3 separate regions of the Pan troglodytes genome follow, and all the other regions are linked to region 3. A link is a contact called in public HiChIP or PLAC-seq data. All regions are on one chromosome and are shown on one strand. Each heading gives the region's core, a stretch centred on a gene start, on an enhancer-like site or on the middle of the called end of the contact. The rest is flanking DNA. Distances are from core to core; before and after follow the strand shown.

Evidence for each region. HiChIP or PLAC-seq counts read pairs in DNA pulled down with a chosen protein or histone mark.
Region 1: a contact with region 3 is called in an H3K4me3 HiChIP or PLAC-seq map of stem cell-derived excitatory neurons, with 7 times the contacts expected there. The contact joins the promoter of PYGB here to the promoter of APMAP in region 3. A contact is called at or near these places in 1 of 7 Hi-C or Micro-C datasets (stem cell-derived neural progenitor cells) and 1 of 1 datasets of contacts at active chromatin or transcription factors (stem cell-derived excitatory neurons).
Region 2: an H3K4me3 HiChIP or PLAC-seq map of stem cell-derived excitatory neurons shows a contact between it and region 3, with 5 times the contacts expected there. The contact joins the promoter of GINS1 here to the promoter of APMAP in region 3. A contact is called at or near these places in 3 of 7 Hi-C or Micro-C datasets (blood, a lymphoblastoid cell line and stem cell-derived neural progenitor cells) and 1 of 1 datasets of contacts at active chromatin or transcription factors (stem cell-derived excitatory neurons).

What each region holds. Positions count from the first base shown.
Region 1 is chr21:31,778,638-31,781,813 of NHGRI_mPanTro3-v2.0_pri, forward strand. PYGB (glycogen phosphorylase B) reads left to right here and starts at 1,843. Exons shown (of 20, transcript XM_016937584.3): 1 at 1,843-2,241. The coding sequence starts at 1,999.
Region 2 is chr21:31,940,520-31,943,404 of NHGRI_mPanTro3-v2.0_pri, forward strand. GINS1 (GINS complex subunit 1) reads left to right here and starts at 1,382. Exons shown (of 8, transcript XR_001712165.4): 1 at 1,382-1,832.
Region 3 is chr21:31,517,912-31,521,207 of NHGRI_mPanTro3-v2.0_pri, forward strand. APMAP (adipocyte plasma membrane associated protein) reads right to left here and starts at 1,929. Exons shown (of 9, transcript XM_514556.9): 1 at 1,710-1,929. The coding sequence starts at 1,804.

The DNA of each region.
Region 1 (3,176 bases), core at 593-3,092, 260 kb after region 3:
AAATTGACTAAATGAAAGTAATATTCAAATCATTACTGTCATTTCTGCATTACATCCTTATTTTTGTGTTTCATTTATCAGTATTGTGTCATCAATCACACCTTCCTAGCTAGCTATTAAAACAGTCATTCCTTTTAGCAGCACAATGGTTTATGATATTAACTTTGAGCACAGATACATTTTTCTGGGCTTGTGCAGTGGAGCAGGGCTTGGCTGGGGTGAACCTTGGCTGTTTCCCTTATTAGCTGTGTGGGCTTAGGGAAGAGTTAACTTCTCTGTGGCTCACCTTCTCCATTGTCAAGCGGGGGTAATAGCAGGCTATTTGCAGGGATCAGGAGTTAATACGTGTACACTGCAAGTAATGATCAATAAGTGTCAGCGCCTCCATTCTTTGCCAGGTGTGCACCACAGCTGGGGGATTAAACTTTACCACACCACAGCAGAAAACATATTTGCATAACTTGCTTTTTGTCTTCTTAAGCTTTCCTTGAACTCAATTCCCCAGAGTGGTAGAAGTGGTCATAGGGCACTATCATTTTTATGACTTCTGAATTGCCAGATCACCCTCAGAGAGATTGCATCAGTGTTCGGAGCTTGCAGCCAAGCTGGACCCCACAGCCCTGCCATCTGTGCCCGAAGTTCGATCTTGTTGGCTCCAGAATCCCTAGGACATAGTGCAGGAGTGAATCCCGAGCTGGAGCTGGGTGGGCTGTGGGGTCATTCCAGATTGATTAACCTCCGACCTCTGAAGTCTGCAGCTGGAAGGGGCTCCAGGTAAGAAGATAACTTTGAAGCATCACACCAGGAAACCTACTGCACCTGGACTTTCATGACATCTCCTGCGGGCAATTTTTACCTCCATGAAATTCAGTAACCTTTGCAGCCCCTTCAGCCCAAGACCACCAGGAGCAAACCTGTGGTCCCACAAAATCGGGTGTACTGACCCACTGCAATGAGGGAGCGCCTCCCAAGAACGAAGGGAAAGGCAGAGTTTGAAGGGGTTGAGGGAAGGCAGAGTTTAGGTGACCTTTACATGAAGCAGGGTTCCCACAGGCTGAGGCCAGCAGGACTGTGTTCCGCGGGGCCAAGTGCGGGAAGCTGTGTGCAGACGCCCCCTAGCTGGAGCTGCAGCCTGGATTGGGATGACAGAGGCTAAGTCTCGGTTAGTGGCTGAGCTCCCCGGCCAGACGGGCATGTTTCCTTCTCCCTGCTGTAATCTCAAAGCGGACAGCGTCTGCCGGGTGGTTTCGGGAACAGGGTTTCTCCGAGGGCTAGGGGGCTGCGGTCCCTCCGAGGCGGGGTCGTGGTGGCACTTGGCTGTGGCTGCCTCGCGCCCTCGGGAACGGGCGTCTCCAGCTCGCTGGCAGCTGGTTTTCTCCACGTCTGTCATCGGCCTGGAGTGGCAAGCAAGTAGCTGGTATTTTCAGAGCCGCCCTGCCCCGGACAGAGAAGACCGGGCCCAGCAGGCGTTGGTGGATGCCTTTCAAGCTGTAATCAGTTTCCCCGAACGTGTACCAGGTCTCGGCCACAGCCCGAGCCCAGCGCGCTCCCGCGGGGCACCTGGTGACCCGGTGCAGGGCGGGAGGGCAGGTTCCAGGAACCCGAGGGCCGGAGGGCAGGGCCCCCTTCCCGCACCGTCCCCGGGCTGGCAGGCGCGGCCACGACGGCACGCTCCGAGGCCCCGGGTCCCTTGCCCCCTCCAGTCGCTCCCACTTTCTGCCGGGCTTGCCCAACGAGGGGGCAAACACCACTCTCAGGTGGCGTGGACAGGTAGCTGCCGCCTCGGACTACACCAGCGATCTCAGCTATGAGCCTGGACGCCCGCCCCGCCCTCCCGAGGCCCCGCCCCGGCGCGGCGCGCAGGCGCGGCCCATCCCGCCCGCAGAGCCGCAGTGCCGGGCGCCAGAGCAGCGGCGCCAGAGCAGCTGCACCATCCCGGCGTTCGCGTGTGCCGCCGCTTTCCTCCTCCATCTCTTTTCCTCCGCCTCCGCCGGCGCGATGGCGAAGCCGCTGACGGACAGCGAGAAGCGGAAGCAGATCAGCGTGCGCGGCCTGGCGGGGCTAGGCGACGTGGCCGAGGTGCGGAAGAGCTTCAACCGGCACTTGCACTTCACGCTGGTCAAGGACCGCAATGTGGCCACGCCCCGCGACTACTTCTTCGCGCTGGCGCACACGGTGCGCGACCACCTCGTGGGCCGCTGGATCCGCACGCAGCAGCACTACTACGAGCGCGACCCCAAGGTGAGGCGCTGCCCCGCCCTGTGCGCCCGGGCCCGCTGAGAGGGCGCCGGTCCCGGAGCCGCGCCAGCGGGGGTCTCTGCGGGGCGGCCCGTCGGGCGTTACCCGCGCCCCTAGCCGGCCGGCGGCCAGGCACAGCCGACTGGGGAGTCGCCTGGAAGCCGCAGTCGGCGGGGGCCGGGCGTCCCCTGCGCAGGGCCGCGGCCACGGGTCCGCCCCACTGGGAGCCCGCGCCTGGCGGGGTCCGCCGTCCCCCGCAGATGATGCTGAGCCCGGGAGCCTGGCGGACGTTCCTGGTCTCTTTCTGGCCGTGCGCTTCCGCGCTGGCTGCAGAGCCCGTGCTCCCCGCCCCTGCCTCCAGCCACTCTTTGTTTTCCTGCAGCAGCCTGTGGGAGAAAATGGGACTGGAACCAGGCCTGGGCAGCCTTGTGGGTTGGAATGGGGTGAGCTCGGTAATCTGCAGGGAATTGTGAGACTTTTTTTTGTGTACGCTGCTTAGAAGAAAATCACTGAAGATGCCTGCTTCACGCAGGGAGGGGTATGAAGCTCAGAGATGGAGATGGAGCCCTCGAAGAAGGCTCTGTCCAGAGGTTCCCACACCTCCCTTGGAGAAATTTGCTTGGGTTGAAGTTGACAGAGATCATCTTACTAATTGTTACTTTTTATGTCTTGCAAAAATTTGTTTGAGTAGTGAAACGTTAAAGTCACTGATTGTCCCCGTTACTCTTAACCATGTTTACTATGGGCCTGTGTTCTTGCTGTGTTTTTGGTATTCCTAAATATACATACACATTTTTAAAAAGTGTAATGCACATACAGTTTTTTAGATTTTCTGTTTCATTCGTAAACATTTGTAACTTTTTCACTGATAAACAGCTTTGCAGATCAATGGATAGGATGGTAGTTTTCAGTTTGATAGGTACATGGTAGTCTTGCAC
Region 2 (2,885 bases), core at 132-2,631, 420 kb after region 3:
TGCACAAGGATGGCTTGGCGGTTAGAAGCAAGATGGAGCCAGTTAGGTCAGATCTCTTTCACTGTAATAATTTTCTCTATTATAATTTTTTCAAAGGCGGTTTCAAAAAGGCAATGTTTGCTGGGCGCGGTGGCTCACGCTGTAATTCCAGCACTTTGGGAGGCCCAGGCGGACGGATCCCTTGAGCTCAAGAGTTGTAGACCAGACTGGCCAACATGGTGAAACCTTGTCTCTACTTAAAATACAAAATAGCCAGGTGTGGTGGCCTGAGCCTGTAGTCCCAGCTACTCTGAGGGCTGAGGGGGGAAAATCACCTCAGCCCGGGAAGTGGAGGCTGCAGTGAGCTGAGATGGCGCCACTGCACTCCACCTGGGTAACGGGAGTTAAGACCCTGTCTCCAAAAAAAAAAAAAAAGGCAATGTCATTATTCAACATAAGCCTGAGTAGGCCATTCCCATGCCCATTCCTTAGATGACATATCTACTGTATATTTGCAAAAGATCAACATAGTTTCTAGGGTTAGCTAGAATTAATCCAAGATTGCGCCGGTTGCGGTGGCTCATGCCTGTAATCCCAGCACTTTGGGAGGCCGAGGGGGGCGGATCACGAGGTCAGGAGATCGAGACCGTCCTGGCTAACACGGTGAAACCCCGTCTCTACTTAAAAAATTCAAAAAATTAGCCGGGCGTGGTGGCGGGCACCTGTAGTCTCAGCTACTCGGGAGGCTGAGGCAGGAGAATGGCGTGAACCCGGGAGGCGGAGCTTGCAGTGAGCCGAGTTCGCGCCACTGCACTCCAGCCTGGGCGACAGAGCGAGACTCCGTCTCAAAAAAAAAAAATCCAAGATTGCTTGTTAGAAATTAACATTGCTTTTTGAAAAATTGCCTAATAAAACAATTCTTTAGCATTGATTCCCATCTTCTATATGCTTAAGAAATATTCCATAACCATCTAGCCAAGAAAAATTCCTAGTGAATTCGTATTAATCTAGGGCAGATATTACAAATATTTTTAAAAGACTATTTTAAAATCAAAGGGTGGTACTGTGGTGTTGGAAATGGAAAGCCTAAATAACAGTCTAATCACTCTGGAGCTGTGTGACCTTGGGCAAGTTACCTAACTTCTGTTTCCTTATTAATCCCAGGTCTTAAAACACTTCAGAGATAATTGTGGGAATGAAATACACACTGCAGTCCCTACCAGCACTAGGTACCCAATAAAAGATAGTTTCATTTTAATATCAAACAGAAAACCCGCACTGCAAAACTGAAACCCTTGCGTCCTACCAATGCACACCAAGTTTTTGGGCCTTTCCTCTTAACCTCAAAATGCTCCTTTCTTGAACCTAAACGAGAATGAATGAATCAAAAGGAAAATGAGAAGGAAGCTGCGGGGCGTGCATTTATTTCCAGCTCTGCTGCCCGTAGAGTCCCCCGGCCCACTGCCTGAGAACTCGAAAAGCCGTCTCTGCTCAGCCGAGGGGTTCTCCCATCTCCGGGGCGGGGACCTCACCTTGGAAAGACCCCTCCCACTCCGCCCCTCTTGGAATGCGGCTGAGCGGTGGATGTCCCTTTTCGGGCGCCGTAAGCGCGTTCCTATTGGCTAGCTTTGTTCGGCGCCAAAGCGCGGAGCGGAGGCCGAGGCGAGAGCCTGGCGCTGTAGGACTAGAACGAAAGGAGTGAGGCGCCGAGAGCGCAGATACCATTTTGGCGTGAGAGCTGGTGGTTGGCAAGGCCGCGGGAGTGGGAAGCGTCCGCCATGTTCTGCGAAAAAGCCATGGAACTGATCCGCGAGCTGCATCGCGCGCCCGAAGGGCAACTGCCTGCCTTCAACGTGAGGGGCGGGTAGACTTGGACGGGGCATGCCGGCGTTGGGCCCTGGGCTCTGGGGCGGGGCGGCTCCCCGTCAGGGTTTACTTTCGCACCTTGTTCCCTCCGAGCTCCGGAAAACTTGGGAAGCAGCAAAACAAAATTCAGGAGGAAAGAGAAAGCATTCATGCTTACGCTACCCAGCGATTTGGTGAATTTCCTCATCTGAGCACATTTTAGCAGTTTTCCTTGGACAGATTTGTTCCGGTCCCTTAAAACATTTACAGGTTGCCAGATAATTTAGCATTTCTTGCTCACTCAGGCATCTAATTGTGGTCAGTAAAAGTTAGGCCTCTGGAATCTGGCTGAGATTCTGGTTCTGTAGTGTGACTTTGGGGCAGTTACTCAAGCTTTCTGTGCTCTCAGTTTTCTCATACGCAAAAATGGGGATGGTGACAATAACAGTACCCAACGCGTGATGTAGTGGACGCAAAATGAGTGGCACGTGTAAGGGTCTCTGCATATGCCTCACATACAGTAAGGGCTGAGTCAGTGTTAGCTATTAATATTACTTTTCTCCTGCTGCTGCTGTTACTATTAATATTATGATTATTTGTATTTTTCTATCACTGCTACCCCAGGGAGAGTGCTAAGCACTTCATGTACATTATCTTTTGTCTTTCTAATAACCCTTTGAGGGCCCGGTGCCATGGCTCCTGCCTGTAATCCCGGCACTTTGGGAGGCTGAGGCGGGAGGATCGCTTGATCCTGCCACTGCATTCCAGCCTGAGTGACAGAGGGAGACCCTGTCCCAAACAAAACAAAAATAACTTTTTGATGTTTAAACTATTGTTTTCTACTTTTTTCAGCTATATATGCATAGGATTGGGGAGATTTAAGTATATTGCCTAAGGTGACACAGCAAGAAAGCTAGGATTTGAACCCTGGCACTCTGGCTCCAGAGCCTGCACTCTAAATTGTATATTTCACTTATGTCATAGAGCAGGCATTATGTGGATGACAGGACACATTCTGCTGGAAGAGGGGCACAAAAACAGATAATATAATTCACCACGCT
Region 3 (3,296 bases), core at 679-3,178:
AAGAAGGACAAACACAGGGAAACAAGAACAATGTTCATGGACAGGAAAGTCAAGGAAATAAGTAAACATAAATGTAAAAGGCACACTGGAAAAGATCAGGCAGTAAAAGATGACTTTAGAATCAGATTTACTTACTCATTAAGGAAGAAATCCCCACAGAGAACCTGAAAAAAACAATTAAGTCTGCCTGCTTGCCCTGGGGCCAGAAGTGTGAGCCAGCCGACTTGAAAGTTGGGACCACCTAACCAGTGCCCTCAGGGGCTGTAGGCCCTGGTTTTCAACACACTGCACCTAATGACAAACTCAGGCCACTGCTCTTCCATTTCTCAGGTAAAAATGCCTTGTTTTCAAGATTTCTGTAGGAAAGTGTTGCCAATTCTTGCATGTCCATTCTAAATGGCTCCTCAATCATCAACAGATGATTAATTCACAATATTCACAGTAAGTAGGGTGATCAAATTGTCCCAGTTTGCCCAGGTTTAGCACTGAAAGTTCTACATCCTTGGAAACCCCAGTCCAGGGCAACGCAGGATGGTTGGTCAGGATATATGGGAGCATCTTCCCGACCTTTTCACTGGCCCAAGGAGTCAACTATCACCGCAAAGTCTTCTATCTAAATTGCCTCTCTAGAGCCTAAATGCTCCTTCCTGCCATCGCTCTCCTTCAGATGTGTTCCTCTTATCATCAGTCAATAAACTCAGTCTACAGGGGCAAAAACTGCCTCTCATTCATATGTACCCCACCACCTCTTGGCACACTACTGATGAACAAATATTTCCAATATTTCTATCAAATATAAGTCAATCAGTTCCACAACTTCAAGCTTGGTCTATGGGGCCTCTTGATTCTCCCTGAAACTTAAAAGTTATGAAACTCAGGACACAGAATTGAAAAGTGAATTTTAAGTATCTTATATTGAAATCTATGTTTACGAATCATGATTCAGTTTTTAGCTAACAAAACACAGTATTCTTAGATTCTGGAAGATGGGAGAGGAGGCAAAGGGCAAAACCTGATATTTCTTAGGTGTCAACAACTACAGTTTCCTATGTTTCTCCATCCCTATCAGGAAAAACTGCCAGGCTGAATTCTCGCAAAAATTGCCTACAATGTCACTTCTGTTCTCCACTCTTTCCAAGAACCGCGGTGAGGACTGGTCACGCAGCGTGAGGGGGGCAGGTGCAGAAGAGCAAGTGTAGAAGCCATCTCTTCGCCGGATAACGAGGCAGGACCCCAGCATCTCGTGGGACCTCCTCCCTTCGGGAAATTGCGGGCGGGGAACCAGGAAGACGCAGGGCCCTGGCCAGGTAGCTGTGCCCAGGGGGATCATTTAAGCCAAAGGAAGGACAGCGCGAGGGGAGCGAGGGAAAGGCGAGGAAGCAACCGCTATGCAGGGTGGGGCAGGAGTGAGGGAGGGAAGGCACAGGAGCGGCGCGAGGCGGTCTCGGGTCCGGAGAGCCGAGGACAACGCGGCGACTGGGCGCAGGGTGCACCCGAACCTGAAAGACCTGGCAGGTACATCCGCCTTGTCGGAGCCTGCTTCCTCCTCGGAAAAATGAGTTTTTCTTGGGGATGAAACGAGAGGGCTCTGACAACGCGCTCGGCACCGCATCCCCAGGTTACTGTTACTGCCGTCGCCGCTGTCCAAGAGGGTCGCCCTCCACTCCTAGCGGCCCGGCTCCAGCGCCCAGTCTGGGAGTCCGGCCTACCTGCCGTCCTTAGCCTCCGGGGCCTGGCCATCATCGTCTGTGACGACCTGCGGCCGCAGAGGCCGGCGCTGTCGCAGCCCGTCCGCCTCGCTCATGGTACGGGCGCCAGCCTCACCCGCAGAAACCACCCCACACTGAGCGGCGCCGGCTCAGGCTCCAGGCCCGCCCCCCCCCGTACGCGGAAATGACGTTGCGCCCAAGGGACCATTCCGCAGCGTTCTCCCCGCCCCTTCCGGCCTCATGGGCTGGCGGTCCCCAGCGCGTCGCTGCTCGGCGCTGTGAGGCGGATTCTGACCGCCCGGAAGCGGGGCTCGGAACTCGCTCAGAGATAGCACCGGGAGCTGCCGAAGTCCCCGCTTGTCTCGGACTCCGGGGCCCAGAACGCGAGTGGTTCAACCTCGGGTTCATCTAGCCCAGTCCCTGCGCATGCCGCCTTCGTCTCACGTTTCTGAGGACGGGGATGCTCATGACGCACTTGGGAATTGCTAGCACGAGATGTTGGCCACTTTTATCGTTGGAGAGGATGGCGCTGTTTATTAAATGTCAGCGACCCTGCTCTTACAGGCAGCGTCAAAAATAATGCATTCACACCCTTGGAACGAAGTCACCTCTGCCTGAAAATTACATCCTTCCCCGACTCATCCGGTTAAGGGGAAAACTTGGGCTAGAAAATGTTTCCCTCTGGTTAAGGCCAGATGTTGAGTATTAAATCTTTTTTTGACGATTACAACAGACATTTGATAAAGTTTATTAAGTTTTGATAAAGTTTATTAAGGATTACCCTTAAGTAAAGTCCAGGTAGAAGCAGAAATTATCACTAACAAAGTTTAAGAAAGCATAGAGAGGCATTGTTCTTTCAACAGTATTGCAGGAAACCAGAAATGTTCCCAGGTGCTGGGAGATGATGGTGGGCAAATCACAGACAAGGCCCCTCCTTATAGAAATTAAACTAGTGGGAAAGATGACTTTAATCAGATCATCATCATAAAATAGACGTAAAATTATCAAACGTAATAATTGCTTCAAAAGGGAAGAACTGGATCTTGTGAGAGCATTTGAGAGGCACAGGGATTCAAAGAGGAATCAAATCTGGAGGAAGTGACAGGCAGAAGAAATCAACGCCCGTTACCAGTGGCACGAGGAATTATCTCTGGAAAAGCCACGTTCAAAATGCAGTGTTAAAAAATAATTTCCTCTTGGAGGCTTTTACCTTTTTAAATGCTAGATGCCTTTACCTTTTTAAATGCTAGATGGCACTAGAATTCCATGTGAATGCTTTTTATTTATTCATTCAAAGAGCTGAAGAACCAGCTTGAGGGAAGTGGAGAGCTGTGCAAATCCAGTTCTCCAGAGATCCCAGGTAATAATTCAGGCCTCGGCAACATTTTACTTCATTCTGTGTCATTGAGAATAGCCAATACAGCTATTAAATCAGGGATAGTGTTAACAAAGTACTGTATGATCTCACGCCTTCCTGCCTGTCTGGACTATCCCTCTTGCTCCCCACCCCCCATTTCAGACATTCAGGATTGCTTACCATGTCTAATCTCATGCCTGACTGCCTTTGTCCTTGAGGTTCCTTCTTCC